Regions from separate parts of the Pan troglodytes genome. Here region 2 is linked to region 1. A link is a contact called in public Hi-C data. All regions are on one chromosome and are shown on one strand. Each heading gives the region's core, a stretch centred on a gene start, on an enhancer-like site or on the middle of the called end of the contact. The rest is flanking DNA. Distances are from core to core; before and after follow the strand shown. Region 1 has its middle 270 kb from the start of CDC5L. Region 2 has its middle 300 kb from the start of CLIC5.

Region 1 (7,639 bases), core at 1,591-4,090:
ACGGGGCAGCCAAGGCTAGTGGGTGATACCTACTCTCACTCCACCCTTACCAACCAGCTACCTGGTGGGACATGTCGAGGTGAACATGCCACAGGGCATCTGAACTGGGCCAGAGCTGGAACTCCAGAAGCTGGAGCTTCTGGGGTGAAGCTTGGGGCAACCCCACACCCTGTCTTCTACCCTAAGGATCCATTTGCAAGAGTTTCTATGCACAGCGTCCTTGGTTTGGGGCTAATGGAGAAGTGGTACGTGTGTGAGTCAAGGGGTACCTAAAGAAGAGAGAAACATAAAGATAATGCAGAGGATAGTGTGTGTTCCCTAGTCTCAATGGAGAAATAGAGAGAAGTTCTTTTCACGAGCTGCCCTCTGAGCTTCCAGGGTCCAAATACTGCTACTTTGCAACCCAGTGACAGGATGGCAGCGGGGGCCAGCTACTTTCCCTTCTTGTTGACAAAACCCAGGCTCTCTGTCTTGTCACTGTCCTCAGTTTTAGAGTATGTGTCACTGGGTGTTGGTGTCACTGGACTTTGGGTCCTGGAACTGGCTGAGTGGAGATGAGGTGGGGGTGCCATTAAGTGTGCAGGTGGGGTGGGGACTGTGTGTGTAAAATTCTTTTCTCTATTCTATAGGATTCCCCTTTGGCTACTCATCTCAGCCCTGCACCCTCCAGAGCTTCAAGGAGCAGAATACTTAGAAAAGCAAAAAAGGGAATCTGGGAAACAAACAACAACAACAAAAAACCACACAGTTGTTATGATGGGGTTTTCTTTTGTAAATGTCTTCAAAATCTCAGTTCAGGTTCAGGGCTCAGCTCACCTGCCATCCAGGCTGGTTCTCTCAGTTCACTCAAGCCTATGTCATGCTGTGGCCACCTAGATGTGAGTATTCAACCAGGACTGGTCCCATCCCTGTTCCTTCTGCTGCCGGGGCCATCTGAGCTGCTCCTCACCCGGAGACAGAATGGATGCAGTGCCTCTCTGCACCCCCAGCCCCACCCCCAGCTCAGCCCGACACAATAACAAACAGCCCTGTGAAAAGCACTTACATTTATGAACTGTTTATAAATTTACCGACATTGATTTATGACTCTTGGCTAGACCTGATGTGAGTCTCTTTAGGGGTATTTCTTCCTTTCTTTCTTTCTTTCTTTGAATTTTTTTTTAAGTGTTAATGTTACGGTTCACATTCTTAATATAGCCACACGCCAGGAACTATCCGGAAGACAGCTGGGAGCCCGACCAATGACCCATGGGCAGGAACCTAGACTTGATTTATGCCGGGGCTGTGGCTGGTGGAGAAAGCTGTTTCTGGTTGGTTCGGGGACAGGCTGTTCTTTCAGAAGAAGACCCCTAAGAGAATGCCTCAGCTCTGAGGGGCAGTTGCAAGAAGCAGGAAGAGGGCAAACTGGATTTGGAACTGTGTGAACCTCACTGCTTCCTAGATATGTGACTTGAGACACCCTGAGCCCCAGTTTCCTCATCTAGGTAATAGGGATAATAAAACTGACCCTGAGTGGCAGCTACAAGAGTTAATGGGGCCCTATTGGTAAAATACTTAAATGTGGCTTCCCCATAGTAGGTGCTCAGTAAATGATGATGAGGACTTTCCAAAGCTTGATCAACAGTGATTATTTATTAGCCAGTTTTGTATACAGTTTGGAATGGAAATGTGCCACTAGCCTCTTCAATGAAGTTATAGTCAGGCTCCCCACACAGAGCCCAGACTCCCCTTCTCAGCCATGAAAAACGCTGGAGGGGCCTGGAGGAAAGTATGAATGAAGAGCTCCTCCCTGCCGCTGCTCTGCCTGTCACTGCACACACGAAGAAAATTGGTATCACTCTGGCCAGGTGCGGTGGCTCACACCTATAATCCTAGCACTTTCAGAGGCTGAGGCGGACAGGATTACTTGAGCGCAGGAGTTCGAGACCAGCCTGGGCAACGTGGTGAACCCCTGGTGGCATGCGCCTGTGGGAGGATGACGCAGGAGAGGCACTGGAGCCTGGGAGGCAGAGGTTGTCGTGAGCCGAGATTGCACCACTGCACTCCAGCCTGGGTGACACAGCAAGATCCTGCCTCAAAAAAAAAAAAAAAAAAAAAAAGAAAGAAAGAAAAAGAAGAAGAAGAAAAAAGAAAGAAAGTAAGGGAAGGAAGGAAGGGAGGGAGGGATGGAAGGAAGGAAGAAAGGAAGAAAAACAAAGGAAGAGGAAGGAAGAAAAAATTAGTATTACTCTCATTGTGTCACTAACTTTAATTACTACCTATATTATTATCTATGACTGTCTTTGCTAAGGAAAGAAGGAACTAACATTTATTGAACACCTTCAGTTGTCAAGAACTTGGCAGGACTTATTTTAAGTCTCATATAACCCTCTGAAGTGGGTGTTGTTATTCCTATTTTACAGATAAAGAAACTGAAATTCAGAGAGATTAAAGTAATTTTCCCATGATCCCACAGCTGGTAAGTGGCTGAGATAAGACAGAAACCCAGCCTCACTCCTAAACAACCCATTTCCCCCAAAACTCTTATCTACCTTATCTACCTACCTACCTACCTAAAAAAACAAAACAAACCCCTGAAATCCTGACTGAGGGCCTGAGAACCTCATGGTGAGGTGTGAAAACCCGTGCAGAGCACAGCATGTCCTGTGACATGAATATCAAGGAATGTCCCCAGGCAACCCGTGCCTGCTCAGCCGCTGTAATTGAGACAGACCCCACCTCTTGCGACAGAGCCTTTCTGGGTCTAAAAGAAGCAGGAACAACAAAGACAGAAGCAAACACCTGGGGCTCGAGTCTACCCGCAGGGACGCCCGCAGACACCAGGTGGCGCCCGAGTCTGGCCGAACGCTGAGCAACCCTCGGTCTGATTTCTGAGGGGACACAGCGTCCACCGACTGTCAAATAGAGTGGGTGGAGGTGATGGCCAGCCAAAGAGAGGTGTCCTAGCTATGGTTGGGTGGCCTGTGGGGGAGATGCTACGTGAGGGTGCCCTATCCAAACACTGAGCACCGTGGGGTGATCCTGATGTCTACCACAGTGACCCGGGGAGGAGTTGTGGGCTCATGGTCCCAGGGTCCTGCCATGCAGGCACCAGGGACAGAAGACGGAAGTGGGGGTTCCTTCAGTTCCTCCAAGAGAGCCGCTTTCCATTTCCCGGCAGAGGCCCCCTCGGCCCCTCCGCAGCTCTGTGCTTGGCCTGGGTGGACCCCGACCAGTGGATGTGGTTGAGCAGGAGGAGTCCTTAGACCCCAGCTTCTGGTCACAGGGGAAAGGAGTCTCCCGCGTTGGGGATCCCCATCCCCCTGGAAGCCAGGCCCTTCTGTCCAGGGCCCTGTGCCTTCTCTTACTGTGGACTGAGCCTCCACTCTTGGTTTCCACTTGGTAGAATGTCTGGACGAAAACAATCACACTTGGATTCCAGGTGACACAGACATGCCCAAAACCCTGGTAACATAGCTCAAGCAGAAAAAGGGACGATTTGATGTATCAGTCTCCTACCTTTGTCTGCCCCACCTCCTAATTACCGGGACCATCTCAGTCTTTCCAGGACTTGCCAATTTCATACATCCCAGTTTTTCTTATAAGTCATTGAAAATAGCCTGGAAAGCCCAATATTCAATGTGGCATCTCCCAAACAGCTTCTCTCAGCCAGAAGTGGGACAGAACTCTAAAAGTGCTGGGGTTTGGTTTACATACTAAGGTCACCCATGGCCTATCCTATATTCCTAAGGTGAGGCTGTTGGAAGGGGAGAGGCTCCTTCTACCCACGCAGAGCAACATGGAAAGGCAGCCACCTGCCCCCTCAGCTTGCAGCCTGGAGGCCTTTGCGTTCCTCTCCATTTATATGTCCTGGATTCCAGAGCCAAAATCTTCTACGCCCATAGACAGAGAGTAGGTTCATTCAGAGGCTCATTAATTACATGGCTAAGAGAAGGAAGGGGAAGAAAAGACTCATGAAAATGTTCATTTAAACTTAATTGCTGCCCATGCTCTTGCTAATTGAAGTAGCTCCGTTGCATTTCACTTATGTACCTGAGTGTATTTAAAATGGGATATTGCACAGTATAAACTAAGCCACATCACAAACTAACGATCTGGAAAATCTCAGTTAAATAAACAAAGCTGGCTTTAAGTTACACAGGAGAAACATGTAGTCTCCCGTGCGTACACACACACACACACACACACACACACAGACACACATACAGCCAAAGCACCAGGATCTCAGACCTTCGGTTCATATCTTCTCCTTCATAGTTCAAATTAAACACAGTCTCTTGCTCTCTCTTTTCCTTATTAAATTTATTTTTAACAGTACCTTAAAAAAATAAACTCACCCCTCTGTGCCACTCCTATGCCAGGTGCAGCCAGGGGCAAATTTTTACAGCTGAATTACATGACCTGAAAAATACGGAGCACATAATGAGAACATTGAGAGACCCCATCTCTAGCACCGGGCCAGTGCTGGTGTAATAATATTCCTGGAGAGAGCAGTAGCCGGGGCAGCTGTGGAGTCAGGCTGAAGCCCTTACTCAGCATGAGGAATTATATATATCTTGGAACTCTTTCCTGAACCTAAACATTATTGCTGAGAAAGGGATAACAGTGTGAGTGGCCATCGCTCGCCAGCCAGGGCTCACACACTGCTTCGAATGTGAGTTTCCTCCCAAGGCTGAGGGGAAACGTTCCAGACCCAACTTTGCCTAGGGCAGGGATGAGGATGGGGCTGAAGGCCTGGGAAGTCTTTGACTCTGGAGTGGTGTTGACATGGCAGTCGGATAAAGCTTGGCACTCCACAAGCCCAGGCTCCGTCGCCCAAGGACCTCTAGGAGGTGTTGTGGGCTGCTTAAAAGTCTAAGTCTACTTCCCTGTACCAGCTCCCTGGGCATTATCCTGGAACTCCCCAGTTATCTGGACTCAGACCAGAGCCCCTCAACCTCAGCTGTCTGCAGCCATGGCAAGAGTGAGGGAGGGCAAAGCTGTTGAGCTACAGGAATCACAGCAACAAAGATGGCTCTTAGGCTGGGCACAGTGGCTCATGCCTGTGATCCCGGCACTTTGGGAGGCCAAGGCAGGTGATTGCTTGAGCTCAGGGGTTTGAGACCAGCCTGGGCAACATGGCGAAACCCCATCTCTACAAAAAATACAAAAATTAGCTGGACATGGTGGTGTGTGCCTACAGTCCCAGCTACTCGGGAGGTTTAGGTGGGAGGATCACTTGAGCCTGGGAGGTGGAAGTTGCAGTGAGCCGCGATTGTGCCACTGCACTCCAGCCTGGGTGACAGAGTAAGATTCTGTCTCAAAAAGCAAAAAAAAAAAAAAAAAAAAAAAAAAAAAAAAAAAAAAAAAAAAAGATGGCCCTTAAAAGGTGACCATCCTAGATAGAATTTTTTTTTGAGGTGCAATTCACATAGCATAAAATTGACCATTAACTAATTTAAACTGAACAATTCAATGGCATTTAGTGCACTCATAATGTCATGTAACCATCACCTCTACCTAGTTCTACCCAAAAGGAAACCTTGTACTCCTTAAGCAGTCACTCTCCTTTCTCCTGTCCACCCAGCCCCTGGCAACTGCCAGTCTATTTCTGTCTCTATGAATTTACCTCTTCTGGATATTTCATACAAATGGAATCATACAAGACATAAGTAAAATATAGATTTTTAAATCTTTTATTGGTATATAATATGTATAAAGTACACAAACACTACAGTTGGACAAATTTCTGTAAACAGAACACATCCAAGTAACTACTGCCTAAATCAAGAAATAGAGCATTACATGCACCCAGAAACTCCACCATACTACCTCCTAGCCCTATTTCCCCCAGAGAACCACTCTCCTAACTTCTGTATCATGGATTACTTTTACCTTCTTTCCTACCATTATGTCTGATTGCAGTTTGCTCATTTTTCATTGCTGTATAGTATTCCAACATCTGATGACACCACAATTTATATATCCATTGGACTGTTCATAGATATTTTGGGTAGTTTCCACTTCCAAGCTGTTTATTTTTAATTGACACAATTCCAACAAACCTGTCAAGTGGACTTCTCAGACAATTGCTGATTAAAAACATCAAAATAGAAGAAATGGGGACATGGGGTGGTGTTGGGCTAGATGTCTTCTGGGAGTTTCATTGGTTCGGACTACTGTGATTTGAAGCATGGTGAGGGCAAGCAGAATAGAATCAAATCTCCTTTCTGTGTTCTCTTAGGGGACATTTATGGATAAAAAGTAACAGAGTCAGAAAAGACCAGATGAGTTTCTAAGCTTCAGAGTCATCTGCCCCCCTCCAGCTCCCCCAGCCCCCATTTTGGACCCTAAACAGACAAATAGCTGCTTCCTCTGCCACAAGGGCACACACACCTCAAATCCCACCTGACTGCCATCCTTTGTAATCTGTATCATGCAAAGGGACAGAAAACTGGGCACACAGTGGTGGCAAGGTCTGACCGATTGGGTAATTGGTCTTGGGCTCCCAGTCCAGGGACTGTATTCCACCTTGAGCCAAAGCCTGGCCACTGTGGAGAGAGGACATGCCTTCAGTCTGTTGTCCGACTGACCTGTGGTCAGACCCAGGAGAGACATGAAATAGGTTTCCAATCCATCCCTCTACAGTTTGGCTGAGGCACATTCTCAAATTACTCCTCTTTAGAAATCAATAACAGATAAAAGTATATTTCCCTGTACACATATTGAACAGTGCCTTTTACCATTATACGGTCTTACATTATCTCACTAAACACACAGCTAAAACAGACTTCTTCACCTGCAGATTCTGCCTTGGTCAGCCCTATTTCTGGCATAAAGGTTTGGGGTAGCCACTTTGAAAACAGAATTCTTACAGTTTATGCAGCTAAGATCAGGGACTCCCCGATCCTTTCATTTCCACCCTCTGTGCTAAATTCAGTCTGTGTGGGGAAATGGATAAAATGCTCACACACCAGCAAACTTCTTCCAGATACTTCCTTTGTGGGAAGAAAAGATGCCTTTGAGTGTGGATTTCTCAAGCTTAATTTCCTTTCCTATTATTGGATGCTGTTAGGACAGCCTCACCACCCAACATCCCCATGGATATTGCATCACCTGCAAAATGGGTTAGGAATGGAGCCCATTGCAAAGAAAACACAGCCCAGAAGGAGAAGGGGCTCGCTTATCACTCAGGAGAGCAGCGGGAGAGCTTAGGGCAGGGGCCTGGCTCCGAATGACCTTGGCTTTTCTGGCTGTTTTGTCTACTCTGCTCATCCGTCAAGTCTCAGCTCAAGTCTCCTATTCTCTGCCCACTCCATGCCACCTCCACCTCCATTTGCTGTGGTCTGACTGTCCGTGATCTGGCCCCGGTGTCAGGCTGTGGCTTGTGTTTTCCTGTAAGTCTCCTCTCCCTAATCAAATCATAAGCCCCTTAAGTTGTGGAAGAAGCTGGGTGAGTGGGCCCTGTCTTCTCTGTCTTCTGCCTGAATCCCATCATGACACTCAGCAAGTAGAAGTTCTCCATAACCTTTGGATGTGAAGTAATTGTGTGCTTGGGTTTTCTCTCTGTGTCAGGGATTTTTAAACTCACTTAAAATTCTGGGACATTGAAGGCCAGAGATGATAAGTACGTTTGAGGCAAGCATCATTTCCCTCTGAT
Region 2 (7,639 bases), core at 2,901-5,400, 1.0 Mb after region 1:
CAAATACTGGTCACAAGCACTGCTGTTAGCCTGACCTCCAGCTTGCTTGTCAAGTAGAGGCTTGGTTGTCCTGGAGGCACTGCCTCTCTCAGCCCCCTCCCCTCCTACTGTCCAGACTCGAGTCCAGCGCTCCCTCTACCCGTGTGCTCTCCATATCCCTGCCCTGTAGCCAGGGACTCCCAGTCACCACTTACCTAAGTTTCATTCTCTAAAGACCCTGGTAATTGGAAATAGATTCCTACTAATGCACTAATTTGTTACTCCTCAAGAAGTAAATGTGATCTTAAAGTGATCTTAGGTAGATAAAGTCTTAATCCACTGGTTTCCTGAAGTCCTCATCTTCCTTGGATGTACCTGAGGGTCACTATTGAAAGCTTGGAACCCTCCGCCCTCTATCAGAGCTCCAGCCAGAGCTGTTCTGATTTTATACGCCTCCTTAAAAACACTCTATACTGGGGTCACACAGTGTGATCTATGAAAGGGTGGGCTCTGGAGCCAGACCAGGCAGGATGGAAACCCAGCTCTAGCACCTACAGCTGTGTGATGTTGGGCATATCATTTAACTTCTCTGTGCCTTAATTTTGCCATCTGTAAAGTATGAACAGTAACAGCACACTGTATCTACCTTGTAGAATTGTTGGACTAAATGAGTTAAAACATCTGGCATACAGTAAATACTACTTAACAATGCGCTAGTATCGTCTACATAGGGGCCCTCAGAGATTTTGTTTGAAAGAGGGTTTCCACTGCTTTACAAAAAGGTAAAACAAACAAAGCTCCAAAGTCCTACTCCCTTCACTCAAAATATGAATAACTTACTGGAATGCCACCACCAAGGGTAAGTTTCTTGGCGCCCCTCAGATCTTACCTAAATGTGGGGCTGAGCCGGCTTCAGGTCCGCCCGTGAACTGGATCAATCAACTCAAACCAGCACTGTTGTAGCTGCTGACTTAGGGAACGGAGTTAAGTGCAATATCTGAGGCACTTTATTCATTTTATTGTTCTCTAGGTTTTTAAAAGTTGTTATTATTAAGCTAATAATGTTAGGCTCTATACCTCATGAGTGCCCAGCAAGAGGCCATTGGCTCACGGTGTCAGAGGAACCATGTGAAGAAATATTTCCCAATTTTTGAAGTGAGAGGTCAGATATTAGTATCAAAGATCAGATGTTAGTATCAAATAACACTGTGGCATCTGCTTGATTAGAAATGAATGAATAAACTAGCCCACTTTTCAATTATTGGTGACAACTTTTTTATTTTTATTTTTATTTTTAGAGACAGAGTCTCATTGTGTCACCTAGGCTGGAGTGCAGTGGTGTGATCTCGGCTCACTGCAACCTCTGCCTACTGGGTTCTAGCAGTTCTCCTGCCTCGGCCTCCTAAGTAGCTGGGACTACGGGCACATGCTGCCACACCCGACTAATTTTTTGTATTTTAATAGAGATGGGGTTTTGCCGTGTTGCCCAGGCTGGTCTCAACTCCTGAGCTCAGACAATCCACCCACCTCGGCCTCATGAAATCCCAGGATTACAGGCGTGAGCCACTGCACCCAGCCTGGTGACAACTTATTATTGGACAACATCTTGACCACTTGGGGCAGGTGTCATAGTTAATTTCTAACCAATCTTGAGGTCCTCAAACGTGGAAATGATGCTCTTTCTTCCTTTGTTTTTAAGAATTTTTTTTTATTTTCACGGACTCAAGGAAGGTACTTATTACATGACAATGTAATTCTCATGAGCAGGGGCAGCAGCGACGCTGAGTTGCACAGCAAACACCGACTTGAGCGTGGCTGAGGATCAAGGAGGAGAACTGAAGCATGCACCAGTTGCCACCACCAGGGCAGTGTCCCACCGAACACAGGGCTATCAGCACCATGCCCCACTTGTACCCCAAGCTCCACTATGATGCTGTGAATATTCCATTGCTTGAAATGAAGGGTCATCATGGTGAGGATGAAGACAGACGCAGTCTCTTTGTGTCTGAATTTGAGTAATGGGTAGGGGGTGGGTGCTTCCACAGGGTTTTATTGCCCTTGGATCTCAGAAATATTTATTTTCAGTTGATTAATACTCTGCCATTTATACTGACCACATGGCTTCAGTTTTAGAACTCCAAAAACACAAGGGCTGTTGGGTAGAACAGGAAACAAATTTTAGGAAGTATGTATCACAGTCCCCCATGACATTTTCTTGTGGGTTAGTCTTAAGTCATACAGGCATCAGAATTTTAATCCTGAAGAAATTTCTTGTAGAAAGAGAGGATTTTCTTGTATGTCTGTACCTCTACACTCAGAATGTTGTGGTATTATTTCATTAGCAATGTAATGATAGCAGTTAACATCTGGCGAGTGCTGACTATATGCCAGGCATGGTGCTGAGTGCTTGCTTTTTTTTTTTTTGATATGGAGTCTCGTTCTGTCACCCAGGCTGGAGTGCAGTGGCGCGATCTCGGCTCACTGCAACCTCTGCCTCCCAGGTTCAAGTGATTCTTCCACCTCAGCCTCCCAAGTAGCTGGGATCACAGGTACCCGCCATCATGCCCGGCTAATTTTTGTATTTTTAGTAAAGACGGGGTTTCATAATGTTAGCCAGGCTGGTCTTGAACTCCTGACCTCAGGTAATCTGCCCACCTTGGCCACCCAAAGTGCTGGGATTATAGGGGTGAGCCACCTCACCTGGCCCCTGAGTGCTTTTACATAGTTTATCTTATTTATTCCCTGGAATAAGTCTGTAAAAGTAGGTGCCATTACATTTTAGAGATGAGAAAATGGAGGTTCAGTGGTTCTAGGTGACTTGTCTGAGGTTATCTGAGTAGAAGGTGACAGGGTTGGGATTTGAACCAATGTCTGGCCCCAAAGCCTGGATGCGTCTCTTTATACACAAAGGCTCTTCTAATGAAAATGGGGCATTTATTTCTGTATATACTGTGGCTACGTTCTCCAAACAGTTCGGAGCTTTAGAAAATATTTTGAGAATTCTCACTCAGATAGACTTTCCGGCAAATACAACTTATTTTGCTTGAGAATTTCCCTGTTTCTTGCACCTTTGTCTATTCAGCTTGGAGAACCAACCTTGGGGAACAAAATCTCCCTCCACCTATCACAGACATTTTCTTTGATTGCTTTGAGACAGCAGCTGAGCCACCATCCACAGCTTCACCTATCAAGACAGGTGTCTCTGTTTTCCATGAAAGGTGTGACTGCCGGAGATCTCTGTCTTCAGCATTCTCCACCCTTCCCTCCCAGTGCTGCAGAAAGCCTGGCATAGGGTCAGGCTGGTGAGGCTGGATCCAGGCCTACCTTCTTGAACTTCAAGCCGTAAGTGGGACATTTACAAGGGAAAGATCCCTTCTGTGGAATCTCACCGTGAAGTTTCAAGGGCTGCTGCCCCACGCCCACTATGGGCGCTCATAGCCAGGGCTTCTCTGCGTGTCTTACTCTCACCTCTACATCTTTCACTCTCACCGTTATCTCTGAAGAACCAAAGGGAGAAATCACAGGAGTTGGAAATTCCGACGAACCTTTTGCTCTTAGTTGTTGTGCTGAGGCTGGGTGAGTCTCATTTTTAGAAGAAGATGGTGAGAGATTAGTGACCGTGGCTGCTAATCAGCCTTCATCTGAGGAGGAGGACTGCAGAGCCCCATTTTGTCAAAATGAGAGGGAAAATAAGGCAATGAGGCATGTGAAAGGGAAATGTGTTTTTATTTCCTTAAAACCATGCTTTACTGAAAGAGGCACACTGCTCGGGTCTCAGGCGCCCGAGGTGGACTCTGAAAGCTGGCTCTGAGAAGGGAGCGGGAGGGCAGAGAAGGGGAAAACCCATCTGGGACTTTAGCGAATTTTGAGCTATTCAAAAGTTGTTGATCTTGCCAGATTCCAACTTCTGACAGCTGCTAAATATGGCACCTGAGAAAATAGCTTTGATTTTGTAATTTGGAAATGGGAAGGGAAAATTCATTAGGGTTAAATGCACAGAAAGAACACCAGCGGCTTTCCTGTGTCCATCCAGAGGCTTTTAGAGACTTATTGAGTCCTGGTACACAGAGAGTAGATGTGAGGTCCCGCAAGGATGAAAAAGACATTTCCTCCCCTCTGAGCTTGGGCACTAACAATGACAAGCTGAAGGCAAAGCCTGTTAGGAATTCGCCTCTATGCAACATCCCCCTCTACTGGATTCTTGCATGGAAAAGAGCACCCTGACAGCCTCTGCTGCCCTAGAAGGTTTTCAGAGCTCTTTCTCTATGTTAACACACACTTTGGAGTCTCCAAGGCAATTTCCCCTGCCCTCTCTATTATGTCCTTGATTAAGATGAAACATTCTGTAAATGCACACACATCCAAGAAAGATAAGACACATACCAGAGAGAGAGGAATGAAATGATGATGGGGTCAGCGTGGAATTTTAGGACTCCAGAAGACTGGGTTGTTTACCTAGTGTGGGATTGAGGGCCAGAGAGGGGGGCGTTGCTGGAGGCACACAGCTGGTAAGAGGCAACACTTGTGCTGGAACCCCACCTCTCCCGACTCCCCTTTAGTGCTCTTTCTCCTGTGACAGAGTGACATGTATATTCAGAGTGATTGAACCTTGAACGTGGTTTCTGGTCATGGAAACCACAGGGCTTGTCTAAGGAGAAGGTGATCCTTCTGATTGTTTCTGTTGCAAGATCTCCTTCTCTGACCTGGGTGGACTTACTGCAGTTGCAACTGACCCCAGGGAATGGGGTCAGAAATGGTCTGGCCCCAGGTCATTGGTGATCCATAGACCATAAGTCCAGGCAGAGAGCCTGATACCATGAGAAGCACCTTCATGTCTTCCCCAGTCACAGGGCTGGGGCCTTCCCCATTAGAGTCAAGTGCATCTACAGCAGTCTGCCCAGTAGAAATTTCCACAATGGTGGAAATGAGCCATGTCTGCACTGTCTAATATGTAGCCACCAGCCACATGTGACTTCTGAGTCCTTGAAATGTGGCTAGGGTGACTGAGGAACTGAATTTTGAATCGTAGTTAATTGTAATTAATTTAAATTTAAATAGTTACATGTGTCTAGTGGCTACTTGATGGACAGGACAGTTCTAGGAAAGACTTGTTGACATATGTACATCACTTGGCCAACGAGACAGTAGTTTTCTTATTAGGTGCTGCTTGATAATTGGCAGGGCTGCGAGGAGAGGACAGAACCTGGGATGTGGCAGAACAGCTTGTACAAGCAGTGCTGGAGCAGAAGGAAAAACACCAAGGCTAAACTCTTGCTTCTGCCCCAGAGTAGCCGCATGAATTTGGGAAACACTTGGGACTCCATGTCTTCATCTGTAAAATGGGGAGGTGATTTGGTTCTCCACCTCTTTGCCTCAAAGGAGCCCTTTTATTATTTTTCCTCTATTGATTCTTTTTTAGACAAAAAAGCCTGTCTATGACACAAGCAACATTTACTGAAAGAGGAATTGTTGACATTTAAAATGACAAACTTGTAATCAGAATCTTTAACACCAGCTAACTAGAATGAACACAGTCAGTGGATATAATTCCATCCAAAAGCAAAGCACCTGAGGCATAATTAGCCTGTCTGGTCTCATGTGTAGCACACTCATATGCTTATGAATGGCTTTAAAAATACGAAGAATACCTCTAGGACTCCCGTTATGGCCTGCTAGGACATTTAGGGGGCTCAGGGACCCAGGTTAGGATCCAGATGAGATGATCTCTACCTTCCTTCTGGGTCTTAGAGTTGTGAGTCCAAGGAGGATTTGATGGGAGGATGTGGTCAGGAGTGAACAAGTTAGTACAGCACTTTTGGGGGAATCTGGGCCTTGTTGAGGGGAGGATACTGAAATGTAGATGGGAAAACCATGCAGCAGAATCTCACCTGATTCACGCTTTTGCTTAGGGCACTGCTTGGGGGCTACTGGAAAATGTTAGAGCCATCTGGGCCAGAGATGGCATCCGGATCAGGCAGCCACCAGCTGCCAGCTACCACACCAGGCTGTTCTTCCTTCCCTCTGGGCACCACCTCCAGCAGTGGGGGACAGGGCATGAGGCAAAGGGCCATTTGCCTCCCAGCATGTGACCCTCCAAGGCTGTGGAGGTGCCACAGAGAGGGTGGTGGGAGGAAACCCAGAGCAATGAAGCAGAACCTGAGAAAACTTCACACAGGAAGCTGCAAGGAAGCTCCTTCTCCCCCTCAGAGGGTCTGTGAGAGTGGAATGTTCTCTTTGAAGGATGTGCTTTCAGGCCGAGCTGACATCTGTGCAGCACTTCTGCATGCTCTGGCTTCAGTTACCTCATTGGATTCGTACAGTAGTTTTCTAGGAGGAAGAAGATATTAGTCCACCTTACAGGCAAGTGAGCAAAGGACCTGGGAGGCCAAAAGACCAGCATGAGATTATTTAGCTTGCAGATGGCAGCTCTGGTATTCACACCCAGGACGGTGGAGGCTCTGACCCTAGGCAGTATGCCCTGACCCTGTGATACGCTGCCTCTGATGACAGGACATGACCTGTGATGACCTCATCGCTGTTGTTCCTATTACCTGGTACCGTCTTGGGAAAGGACACCTCCTTTAACTCAAAACCAAGAACGATCTCTCCTTGGTTTTCACATCTTCTGTCCTTTACTTATTGTGGCTGGTTTATGTGTATACGTTTTGATTTTTCAAAGATCTTTTTCACACAATCTAATTTTATTTTCTCAAGAACCCTTGTAGGTATGTGGAGCCAACCTCCTTGTTCCTACTTTACAGATGTATAAACTGAGGCCCAGAGAGATACATGACTTTGTCATTGACTACAGGGTTCGATTGGCTAAGTAAAAGAAATTTTCTGGCTGGTACATTTTTGCCCTTTTGACCTCTACATCTGAAGTATCCACCTTATAATGTCAGTACCCTTCTGACACTTTTTGTTGGTGGTGGTGGTAAAAAAAGAGGTCTTTATTCACTCCAGTTTTGATCATGAATCAGTGTGCTCCTAATCTCAGCAATTTTTGTAGTAAGGATACAGGTCTTAAAGTCTTTAGATGGTTCAAAAATCTTGTGAGAACAGGATTTTCTCAGTGTTTGTGGATGTCTGTATTATTCCATTCTTTGAGGGACCTCCGAGAGGTACATCCCTTCGAGGCCAGGTGCAAGCTTCGATATGCTGCATTAGTCATAGCAACTAATGAGCATGAAGGCGCTTTTGAACAGCAGAGCATGCTCTCAGTGTGGGGACTCTGGTTTCAATAACTTACTTTGTTTGGTCAGGCTGGGGCTTGGCCGAACATGGTGCACAGCGTTGCTTTGTACCTATGCACTTACTTATTTTAAAATAAACATTAATTGAGCATCTACTATTTGCCAAACGTTGTTTTCTGCACTTGTGTTGTCATTTTCCCTTTGAATAAGGCTCATGTTTAATTTGGGTTTTGTTTGGGGAGAGTACCTGGGCATCTGGAATAGGATTAAAATAATCATAGCCCTCTCTTTTCCCTTCTTAACTCTTCAGAATTTATTTCCCAGGGGATGGTGTTTAGTTGTTTGATTTTACAATTTATGATGATGGGGGATTTTTTTTCTTGCATTAAATGCTTGCCAAGGAGGTGTGTTCTACAGAGGGTAGACATCAGGCTGGAATGAGAGTCTGTGGTGAGGACAGCTTGACA

The links. Hi-C and Micro-C count contacts between places; a contact is called where the count stands out from the background.
Region 2: a contact with region 1 is called in a Hi-C map of stem cell-derived neural progenitor cells, with 13 times the contacts expected there. The contact joins two enhancer-like sites. A contact is called at or near these places in 4 of 7 Hi-C or Micro-C datasets (blood, induced pluripotent stem cells and stem cell-derived neural progenitor cells).

Annotation. Positions count from the first base shown.
Region 1 is chr5:50,551,366-50,559,004 of NHGRI_mPanTro3-v2.0_pri, forward strand. No RefSeq gene overlaps it. Among named protein-coding and RNA genes, the nearest start is that of CDC5L, 270 kb to the left of the region's middle. Within about 2 kb of position 2,841, at least 2 of the 24 cell types and tissues checked have an H3K27ac peak or open chromatin away from gene starts, as enhancers often do. A contact at or near this core is called in stem cell-derived neural progenitor cells, where this site is marked.
Region 2 is chr5:51,590,446-51,598,084 of NHGRI_mPanTro3-v2.0_pri, forward strand. No RefSeq gene overlaps it. Among named protein-coding and RNA genes, the nearest start is that of CLIC5, 300 kb to the right of the region's middle. Within about 2 kb of position 4,151, at least 3 of the 24 cell types and tissues checked have an H3K27ac peak or open chromatin away from gene starts, as enhancers often do. A contact at or near this core is called in stem cell-derived neural progenitor cells, where this site is marked.